3 separate regions of the Mus musculus genome follow, and all the other regions are linked to region 2. A link is a contact called in public ChIA-PET and HiChIP or PLAC-seq data. All regions are on one chromosome and are shown on one strand. Each heading gives the region's core, a stretch centred on a gene start, on an enhancer-like site or on the middle of the called end of the contact. The rest is flanking DNA. Distances are from core to core; before and after follow the strand shown.

The links. ChIA-PET counts read pairs in DNA pulled down with a chosen protein or histone mark. HiChIP or PLAC-seq counts read pairs in DNA pulled down with a chosen protein or histone mark.
Region 1: an H3K27ac HiChIP or PLAC-seq map of trophoblast stem cells shows a contact between it and region 2, with 9 read pairs. The contact joins the promoter of Rps6kl1 here to the promoter of Fos in region 2. A contact is called at or near these places in 1 of 39 promoter capture datasets (embryonic stem cells), 1 of 15 datasets of contacts at CTCF or cohesin (embryonic stem cells), 15 of 484 Hi-C or Micro-C datasets (B cells, the C2C12 cell line, brown adipocytes and 6 more), 8 of 115 datasets of contacts at active chromatin or transcription factors (SST interneurons, embryonic stem cells, epiblast stem cells and 3 more) and 2 of 9 other capture datasets (adipose tissue and embryonic stem cells).
Region 3: a contact with region 2 is called in an RNA polymerase II ChIA-PET map of memory CD8 T cells, with 61 read pairs. The contact joins the promoter of Flvcr2 here to the promoter of Fos in region 2. A contact is called at or near these places in 5 of 115 datasets of contacts at active chromatin or transcription factors (embryonic midbrain, embryonic stem cells, memory CD8 T cells and 2 more) and 1 of 9 other capture datasets (adipose tissue).

What each region holds. Positions count from the first base shown.
Region 1 is chr12:85,149,214-85,152,706 of GRCm38.p6, reverse strand. It overlaps Rps6kl1 (ribosomal protein S6 kinase-like 1), which reads left to right and starts at 1,443. Exons shown (of 11, transcript NM_146244.4): 1 at 1,443-1,544; 2 at 2,799-3,083. The coding sequence starts at 2,819.
Region 2 is chr12:85,471,915-85,475,346 of GRCm38.p6, reverse strand. Fos (FBJ osteosarcoma oncogene) reads right to left here and starts at 1,457. Exons shown (of 4, transcript NM_010234.3): 1 at 1,167-1,457; 2 at 161-412. The coding sequence starts at 1,307.
Region 3 is chr12:85,744,109-85,747,815 of GRCm38.p6, reverse strand. It overlaps Flvcr2 (feline leukemia virus subgroup C cellular receptor 2), which reads right to left and starts at 1,277. Exons shown (of 10, transcript NM_145447.2): 1 at 227-1,277. The coding sequence starts at 964.

The DNA.
Region 1 (3,493 bases), core at 194-2,693, 320 kb after region 2:
CTATGGCCATCCAGTGGATATCAGCGATGCGTTGTTGTGGTTTTAATTTGCATTCCCTTAAGAACCAATGATATTAAATATCTTCTCATCTATTTACTGGTTGTTTTTATATCTTCTTTGAGGAAATTATTAAAATCCTTTGCTCAGTTTTGAATTTTTTGTCTTTAGCTTGTTAAAATGTGTCCGTGTGAATAAAAATGGACCTCATAGACTCATGTATTTAAATGCTTTGTGACAAGGGAGTGACACTCTTTGCTAGGATTAGAAGGGTTAGGAGGTGTGGTCTCACTGGAGGAAGTGTGTTTTCAGGTTTTGAAAGCCCATACCAGACCCAAGCTACTTCTCTTCTTCTCTCTCTTTCTCTTCTCTTCTCTTCTCTTCTCTTCTCTTCTCTTCTCTTCTCTTCTCTTCTCTTCTCTTCTCTTCTCTTCTCTTCTCTTCTCTTCTCTTCTCTCTTTTCTTCTCTCTCTCTCTCTTCTCCTCTGTCTCTCCCCCTCCCCCCTCCCTCTCCCCCTTAAGATGCTTTAGGGATGATGAGATGACCTCATGGTTGGGAGCACTGGCTGCTTGTCCAGAGGATCGGGGTTCAATTTCCTGCACCCACATGGTAGCTTAGAACTGTCTGTAAGTCCAATTTCAAGAATCGAACACCGCACACAGACATATTTGCAAGCGAAACACCAATATACATAAGATAAAAATAAATAACTCAAAAATTAAAAGGTTGTTTTATTTTAATAAAGAGATAAATCTGGGGCTGGTGACGTGGTTTAGTGCATAAGGTGCTGCCATTTGAGCCTGGTGACCTGAGTGTGATCCCCAGAGACGACAACAGCTCTGGGTGAGGAAGGGGTGTGGAGGAGGAAGAGGAGTCAGAGGAGACCGGTGTGGAAAACTACCAGAGACAAGGTCACAGCAAAGCGCAGAGTGGCTTCTGACAAGTAAGGGGGTCGGGGTCGTTTGTGCCTTTCTTGGGAATGCATTTCTGACTCCAGGTTAGGATTCGGTGCTGCTCAACTCCGAACCACTCGCCTGACCTTAGAGCCCAGGAAGCCCTGGGCAGATTGATCTGTGAAGCCATAGAGGCAGCTCTACCCTAAGCCCTAGGGCAGAGTACACACCCAACAGAGAAACATTGACTAACTGAAGTAGTGAATGAAGAAAGTCTCTTGAACGTGCTGTGGTTAAGTTTCATTGGCTTAGAGGTCTAAGGCAGCCACATCCCTGGGTGACAATAGACCTTTTCTCTCCCTGCTACACTCAGTCACCCACATCCATCCCCACTGACTCCCACTCCTGAGTTCCTGGCCTTGCAAACTCTAGGGCTTTAAGGGCTGTCAGAAGCCGAGGAGAACGATGATTGGAGGTTTATTCTAACGGGTTGAGGATGAGCTCATCCTTAGCCAATGGCTGGCAGGCACCCGGCTAGACGCCCCACCCCCGCCCCCAGGCACCTGCGGAAGGGTGGTAGGCACAGACGGAGCCTTGCAGAAGGTGAAGGGACAGCGTTGGCGGGAAGGCCCGGAGCTCTGGCACGCGGACAGGTATAGTATTTGGTCTGCTCTTGAGCCATCCTCTCAGGAGAGGAGGCTTCCCCTCCCTGCCTCAGCCCGACCTCCTTGGACGTTCCCTATAGTGATGCACCTTGTGTGCCGGGGTCGTGCACGCGCTGCTTGCTTGACGTGTATAGTCTTAGGCACGCGGCTCCGAAAGCTGGACCCGCAACTCGCAGCCCTGCGCAGCCGGCGTCGGTGCCCCAGCACAGGCCTCGAAGCTACCTATCCCGCTGGGCCTGGCAGAGCAGGAAGGCCGCCTTTCTCCATCTCCTGGCCTCCTGGCTGCTTGGATATGTGCGTTTCCTCCCCACCTCTTCCTTTATCCTGTGTCTCTTTCCTTGCCGAGGTGGAAAAGATCCAGGGAGAAAAGCTACCCCCTGGTCATTTTCCAGGGTACCCGAGACAGCAACGGTGGCTGCTAGGCTGCTGTGAGGGACAGGGACCGCACTGCTGGCTGCTTTCTCTTTGCCCCTTCCCCTCTGGCAGCCGCCACTCTTATCCCTTGGGCCATTGGGGTCACACATTGCTTGGGGAGGAGTTACTGTCAGGTCCTTGGGAGGGCGCACAGGCCCCTGGACTTCTGGGATAGCCTCCATAGGGCTGGGTCACCCTGACACTCTCGCTGAACTCCACATGAACTGGCATCTAATCTGTCAATCACCTCATCTCCCAGGGGGCTTTGATGAGCTCGCCATTCCGGCTTGGAGCCTGGGTATTGGGGGGGGGGAGTTCCCCACTTGCTGACTCAGGACCTCTCTGGGCCAAAGGTTTTGTCTGGGGAGAGGTACCCCTGAGCTGAATGGAACTTCACAAGGAAGACAGGGAGGAGGGGAGACCTGAGGTGGAGGAGAGGTGAGACCAGCTTTAAGCCAGTGTGTGACTTTGGTATGTTTACTATGCTCTTGACACTAGGTTTACTCTGTGGACACCCCTCAAAGGCAGCTGTGGGTCACAGGTACCCCCAGTTTTCCGTGCTCCGTTCATACAGCATGGTATTTGTGGAGCTGAATTTGAGTGGAAAAGAAAAGAAAGCCCCCCCCCCACACACACACACTGCTGTGTTAATCTATCATTGCCACACTGAGGTAGGACCCAGCTCAAAGACGGGACCTTACCATCGCTCGTCCCTCCAGCTTTTGGATGTGAACATCTGTCTCTCCAATGTTTAGTAGAGGAAGCTGGAGTACAGGTAGGGGTGTGGCTCCCAACACGTGTCTCCCCTAAGACCTTTGCTTCTTACAGGTCACAACAGCAGGGCCACTATGAGCCTGGTAGCCTGTGAATGTCCACCTGGACCAGGCCTGGAGCCAGAGCCCTGTTCACGAGCACGGTCCCAGGCCTGCATGTACCTGGAACAGATTCGTAACCGGGTAGCTACAGGGACAGCCGATGTGACCAAACGTGACTACCTGGTAGATGCAGCTACACAGATCCACCTGGCACTGGAGCGAGATGTCAGTGAAGACTACGAGGCTGCCTTCAACCACTACCAGAATGGTGTGGACGTGCTACTCCGCGGTGTGCATGGTATGGGTGGGAATGTGTGTGGACAGAAGGTGGACAGGAGAGGGCCAGTGGAGGGTCCTTTGTCTCTATCCATACTAGGGCATTGTGTTAACCCTGCCTGACTTCCGTGAAGGACATTTCTGAGGACTTAGATTTATTAAGGCATTTCTACCTGGCAGACCCCATTAGGTTTTCACTATATTAACTCATTCAAGTCTCACATTAATAGAAGTATATAGGAATTATTAGTATGATCATTATTATCATTTTTTGAGATAGGCCTTTCATTGTTGCCCAGGCTAATCTTCCTAGATCAGTTCCCTGATGGCTCAGGCTACAAGTGTGTGCTCTGGGCAAAAACTAATTTTCTTCTTCTCTTCCTCCTCCTCCTCTTCTTCCTCCTCCTCCTTCTTAAATTTATTTATATTATG
Region 2 (3,432 bases), core at 208-2,707:
CCAACTGTCAAAATCTGACAAGGGAGGGAAAGGGCTAGCAGCCACAGCTCCTGGTCAGGAAGTGCAGTCAGTAGCGTCCCTTCTCTGTTGTGTGGTCTGTGCGTCAGTCTCCGCCCCCCCCCCCCCCCCCAGCCCACAAAGGTCCAGAATCGCTGCTCACCTGCTCTACTTTGCCCCTTCTGCCGATGCTCTGCGCTCTGCCTCCTGACACGGTCTTCACCATTCCCGCTCTGGCGTAAGCCCCAGCAGACTGGGTGGGGAGTCCGTAAGGATGGGGCGCTCTGGTCTGCGATGGGGCCACGGAGGAGACCAGAGTGGGCTGCACCAGCCACTGCAGGTCTGGGCTGGTGGAGATGGCTGTCACCGTGGGGATAAAGTTGGCACTAGAGACGGACAGATCTGCGCAAAAGTCCTGAAACAAAACAAAAAGAGGAAAGCGGAGGTGAGCGAGGAGGTTCCAGACACAGGTGGAGCAAGTGGCCCTAGTGTCGCATGAAGCAGGGAGAGAGAAGCATTCCGGTCAGAGACTGCTTATGTCTTCCTGTATGCACCTCATCGGAGATAAAAGCTCTCCCAATATCCTCCCTTGAATTCCGCAGCGCAGCCTTTCTCCTCCATCCTACTGCTGCGTTCCCGTTATCCCTTCGGCATCACTCGCTCGAAAGGGGGTTTGTTATAAATATCCCTGACGTCTGCGCTGACGCAGGCGCTGCTCCGGAGTCTCCAGAATGAACTCGCTTTTTATCAATGAAACTGCCTTACACACCCGCCCGCAGCACCCTCCTCCCTCCTCCCTCCTCCCTGCTCCAGGCTGCCCCGGGAGGGGGGATTGCCGCGGTTTGCCGCCTCCCAAACTCTAGTTAGCGACTCTTTGCTCGAGACTTGTTGGCCCCGGCTGATCTCAGAAACAAGTCGGCCGAGAGAAGAATGCAGGCAGGCCACTCAGAATAAACCTGCCGCGCGGGAAGGGGTCACTAAGTCTTACTATGACAAGTGTGCACGCGCTCAGACAAGTCCTGGGTTCCCAGGCTAAGGCTGCTCTGACCGCGCCAGTCTCCCTCCAGAGCGAAAAAGGAAGACCCCCCCGCCCCTGCGAGTCACACCCCAGTGTCTCCTCCACGGCGACCCTCAGCGCGGACCTGGCGGCTACACAAAGCCAAACTCACCTGTGTGTTGACAGGAGAGCCCATGCTGGAGAAGGAGTCGGCTGGGGAATGGTAGTAGGAAAGGCTGTCCCCGGCCGGGGAGGCGCTACTGCAGCGGGAGGATGACGCCTCGTAGTCGGCGTTGAAACCCGAGAACATCATGGTCGAAGTTTGGGGAAAGCCCGGCAAGGGGTCCAGGGGTAGACACTGGTGGGAGCTGCAGAGCAGAGCTGGGTGGGAGCGCGGTCACTGCTCGTTCGCGGAACCGCCGGCTCTATCCAGTCTTCTCAGTTGCTCGCTGCAGTCGCGGTTGGAGTAGTAGGCGCCTCAGCTGGCGCCTTTATAGAAGCGCTGTGAATGGATGGACTTCCTACGTCACTGGGCGGAACTGGAAGGGGGGGGAAGCGCGCCCCAAGGCCCTCTGCGGGCGCTCTGTCGTCAACTCTACGCCCCAGGCTTTCAACCCCCGTCTTGGCATACATCTTTCACCTATGAGTGTTCACATTTGGGATCTTAGGGGGTCTCCTAGACCTTCCGCGTGTAGGATTTCGGAGATGGTCCCCCCCCCAGAACAACAGGGACCGGCCGTGGAAACCTGCTGACGCAGATGTCCTAATATGGACATCCTGTGTAAAGGAGGGAGGGATTGACGGGAACAGCTCGCCGGCTGCAGCCAACTCTGAGGGTGCAGCGCAGGGGGGGAACCGGGGCCGCGGCCGGGGGAGGGGAGGCGGGAAAGGCAGAGAAGGCGAGCGAACATTCGCACCTGATTCAATGTGGACCCGGTTCCCAGGGTCAAGGGATGAGACCCGGGTCATTGTCCAGCAATCTGGAACTTTTTTTTTTTTTTTGAGTCTCTGGTATTAGGAGAAGCAAGTACGCAGCCTTAAAGGCTCGAAGCCTCTGTTCCTAAAGGAAAGCTTGCCCACATCAGCCCCCCATCCCAAATCAGTGCAGAGAAGAAAAAGGGGGGGTCAGCTTCTCAGCCCCTCTCTCCAGCTCCTTGCCTGGAGAAACTTTAGGACTGAGGTTGGAAGCAGCAAGTGAAGGATTGTAAATAAGTGTACAATAACCTGATTTAACTACAGTACTGGGTTCATTCATAAATTCGTGTTTTAAAGGACGGCAGCACCTACTCCCCGACCCTTAGCCACTTAGAGCTATCAAGGCGACAGTCCCCGTTGACACTGACGGATAAACATTGTGCAAAACCACCCTACAAGTATGCCTGAAGGGGTCGTATGTTTAGTTTTGAGCTGAGACCAGAGGGCGAGTCGGGGCAGGGGGGGAGCTCAGAATTACAAAGTGAGGTGAGCTCGGGGGGGGGGGGGGAGGAGAAAGCAAGTCGGTGCTGGGGAGATGGGGGTCTGAATACGTGCAGCCTGGAAACTGCGCTTACAAGGAACCCGCCTGCAGCGGGTGATTTTCCAGATCGGACTTGGGAAGGGGGGTGGGGGCGCAGAGGGGACGGGAAGAAAGGTTCCCAGCTGTGCCGAGATTTTGGCGTCTGGGACCTGAGAACAGCTTTGAGTCTTGGAAGATGGAACTTTGAAGAGGTCAGGTGCTTCAGTGTAGAACAAACACACCCCTACTTGCCCTCGGCCTCCTGTCCTTCCGCAGAGGACAAGCCGGGTTAGACTGACTGGGCCGGTCACCTCTGGGATAGGAAACCGCAGATCCTCGCAGAACTCATGTGTCCCCCTCGTCTCCATTCTGAGGGTCCCAAGGGTCAAGCCAAACGGTGGGCATTCCAAGACGGACTAGAGAGGATTAGGACAGCGGATGGATCTTTAGGGGCGCAAGGGGTGCAGAACCACAAACCTGCCTCGGGCCGCCGCACCCGGGAGCTAGGCGATCTTTCTATAGATAGTAACAGCGAAGCGGCTGTTTACAGCAACACAGCGCCGCCAGGGCCGTCTCCAGGCGACGGAGCGGCCGGGCGCACGGTCCGCCCATCCAGGCCACCCGCCCTCCCTGCTCCCTAGGAACCTCTGCCTCCCTGGCCAGGCTGCGTCCGCTCCCGCCGACTGACATCACCCTCGGGTTCGGGGGGCTGATCCCGGCTGGCTCCTGCCTCTGCGTTAGCCTCCATTCTTAGAGATCCAAACCCAGCGGGAGCGGGGAGGGCAGGGAGGCGGGGATTCGTGGAAATAGGCCACTTGCTATTTTTGCATTCCCTGTCACAGGCAGAGGTGAAAACAGAATTTCATCATTGTATGTCATTAGTTTATGTTGGTGGGAATTTAGGCCCCCCTTTTTTTTCTCACTCGGAAGAGGGGGGAGGGAA
Region 3 (3,707 bases), core at 28-2,527, 270 kb before region 2:
GACCCCCGCCCCATTAATCTTCAATGTCACTGACAGTCACAATCACCCAACTACACTGTCAGTCCACACCCAACCACAAAGCCACCCAAGAGTCATAAAGTCTGTGAACCAGAAAACTACAGCTTCTCTCATCGTCAGGTACCCTCTAACATACTCAGCCCCATCATGGTGAGATGCTCTCTCTCTTTGGAACAGCCGTCCACACACACACCCGCCCTCTACTCACCTGATTGCCAAACACAGCCACGGAGCAGGCTGTTGAAACCTCATCAGCTCCAAACCAGACCGAAGCAATGCGTGAGGGCATGCCCAGAATGAAGACCTGTGCCACAGAGCAGATGACCTGACCCACCATTGTGACCGGGAAGAGGTGAGGCTCTAGGCTGCCCAGCTTTACCCAGGCTCCCAGGCAATTGAGAGCTGAGCCGGTGATAGCGATGGTTCGAAGACCAAATTTCTCCAGCATCCAGGCCACGGGCAGGAGCAGAGGGATGTAGGTCAGCATGTAGCACATGGACAGCCAATCAATGGCAAAGGCACTGACACCGTAGAAGTTCATGAAGATGTTATTGATGGAGCCGTACTGAATCCACTGGAAGGCATTGCACAAGGAGTAGCAACTGAACACCAGGACCACGACCCAACGACGCTTGCTCACCTTGATCACGCTGTCTTCTCTAACCAAGCTACTATGATGGGTCAAACCGCTGGGTTGAGCCAAGGTACTGGGGAGTGCTGAACTGCTGGGACGGACAGAGACGCTGGGGTCGATGGAGACACTAGGATGGATGGAGACACTGGGGTGGCCTGAGACGCTGGGGTGGCCTGAGACGCTGGGGTGGCCTGAGACGCTGGGATGGATGGAGCCGCTGGGCTGGGTGGAGTAGCTGGTGTCCATCTGGAATTCCGACTCTGGCGCAGGTCTGTCATTGCTCTCCTCCTGGTTGAGACTTTCATTCACCATGACCACAACGAGCTCCTGAATCCCAGGCACGTACTGACTCCTACAGTCTTATGGGTCAGCAGCCTTTTGCCTGTCCCCCTAGAGCTGAGGCAACACTTCTCCGGGAGCGCACCTCTGTTAGCGGAGAAATCGAGATCTCAGGTTCCTACGATCACTCCCTAGCAAACTGTTGTCCCCCAAGTTGGCCGCAGACGCCTTGCCACGCGTTCCAGGCTGTCCAGATGAAGCGTTGACCGTCCTGGAAAAAGTTTGACTCCTGAACAGCGAACTGTGGCAGGGCGAGCTCGGTTTGCTCCCGGGCAGGCTGGGGCCTCGCCCCCTCGGGCGCACGTGACCGCCCCGCCCCCCGGCCTGCCCGGCTCCCCACGCCCCTCAACCCCTCCCACCCAGGATCCCCTGCCTCCTTGAGCGGGGCTCGCAAGGCGCCGCTCTTGTTTCGCCATAGGTTGGGGTGTACATTCCTCTCCGACGTCCCCGGTGTCATGGAAACCGCCCGGTTAGCCCCCACCCCTACACTTTCCCTAAATTCACTTGTCCCCCCCACTCCCAGAGGTCTTCGTTGGTAAATGAGGACTTCGCCTCACGCCCTTCCGAGGTCAGAGTCTTCTCGGGGCCAGCGGGCGTGCACCGAGGCTCGGAGTCCCTAAACTGCTCAGGGGGATCCGAGAGAGATCCCTACCTTCCTCTCTTTTGCTGGGCTCTCCAGGTGACAGTTCAGTGTGCCTGGTGAAAGGAATGCTTGCTTTTCTCAGAGACCTCCCAGCCGACAAAGACTTATTTTGGTGAACTCGTATATGAACTTGTTTAGTGTCTGACGGGTCCCTGAGGTCTCCCACTAGGGAACCCCGCGAGCCAAGCATAGCCTGGAGGGAAAGTTGTGGAACCAAGTCTCTGCGCAGGCTCTGGGAGTGAGGCAACGAAGTGACTCATACAGCCTCGTAGCCCTCCGCTGCCACCTACCGATCCCCTGAGCGTCACCTCTTAGCCTGGAAGCAAGGCTTTCAGAGAAGGAATGCTGGCTTGCGCTGGTCCCTACAACTCCATGGGTTCACAGTGATAAAGAACCCAAAATTTAGGTTGGATTCCGGTTTAGCGACTTAGGCGTGTAACAATAGGTCACTGAACACCACTTCTGAGCTCCCGTTTCTTTTGCAAAATGTAGATGGTGAAATAATGGCCCTTAGAAAAATCCAGCCAGGCGTGGTGGCACACACCTTTAATCCCAGCACTCGGGAGGCAGAGGCAGGTGGATTTCTGAGTTCGAGGCCAGCCTGGTCTACAGAGTGAGTTCCAGGACAGCCAGGGCTATACAGAGAAACCCTGTCTCGAAAAAAAAAAAAAAAAAAAAAAGAAAAATCCCTGGCTGATAATTCGTTCAACAAATGTTTCCTATCCTGCCAAAAGGCTAGCATTTGTTGCCACGGGGTAAATGTGCTTCATGGGTGAGCATGCCGGGCATTCTATAATGTAGTTACTATTGCTTGCCCTGGGTGTGTGTGTCTGTATGTGTGCATGTGTATGGTGTATGTGCAGGCACTCAAGGCTTTGAAAACATCGAGCTGTAAGCTCTCGGCCTTCTTGCCTCGTGCTATAGACAAGAAAACAAGCCTTTTAGAACTCAGTTAACTAAGGTCCCAGCTGGCCTGAAAAGTCATACTTCCCATCATTCAAGCTACCACACAGTTACATAAGAGCAGTCTGAGCTGCAGCCTGGGTGGCTCCTGGAAACCTGGTGGTGTTTTTGTTTTGCCTTTTTTGTCTGTTTTGGCTTGGTCTTTTTGAGACAGGGTTGCTCAGGGTAACCTTGAATTCCACACCCTCTCAATCCTAAATGGTGAGTTTACAGGTGTATATCACCATGCCCGCCCCCCTGCCAAGCTTGTTTCAAGGGAAGATTCCCAGATCCCCAGGTTCAGCCCAGAACTCCTGAATTAGAACATTTGAACAGAATCTCCAGGTGATTCATGTGTGTTCACACGTTGAATCTTGAGGGACACTGCTTCCTTGTCCTCCCCGACCCCCCCCCCCTTTTAAAGCTCTGCAGTGGTGTTTACAACTTGAGTCTGCACATTAGAATCAAGAATAGGTGATGGCGAAGAGAGATGGTTCAGGGTTTAAGGGGGCTTGCTGCTTTCTCAGAGGAGTTGAGTTCAGTTCCCGCACTCACACTGAGTGGCTCACAACCATCTGTAGCATGAGGGAATCTTCCAGCCTCAGGCACCTGCTGACCTGTGAGCACATGCACGGATGTAAATGTAAATAACAACAACATGCTGACCTGTGAGCACATGCACGGATGTAAATGTAAATAACAACAACAATAATAATCTTTAAAAAAAATAGAATCTATCTGAGTGGATGGTGGTGTGGGGCATTCATTGGACAAGGTGGCTCAGACACAGGCTTAAGCTATAGAAAGTCTATATTAGCGATGTTTGGGATTCCAGTGTAGCACCAAGACTTGCTCAGGAAGAAAGCCGCTTTTTTTTTTTTTTAAGATTTATTTATTTATTATGTGTGAGTACACTGTAGCTGTCTTCAGACACTCCAGAAGAGGGTGTCAGATCTCGTAACGGATGGTTGTGAGCCACCATGTGGTTGCTGGGATTTGAACTCTGGACCTTTGGAAGAGCAGTCGGGTGCTCTTACCCACTGAGCCATCTCACCAGCCCCCTGAAAGCCGCTTTTTGAGTCGCCACATCTTAATTAGTAAGAACAGTTAGCCAGAAGCACTGCTACAGAA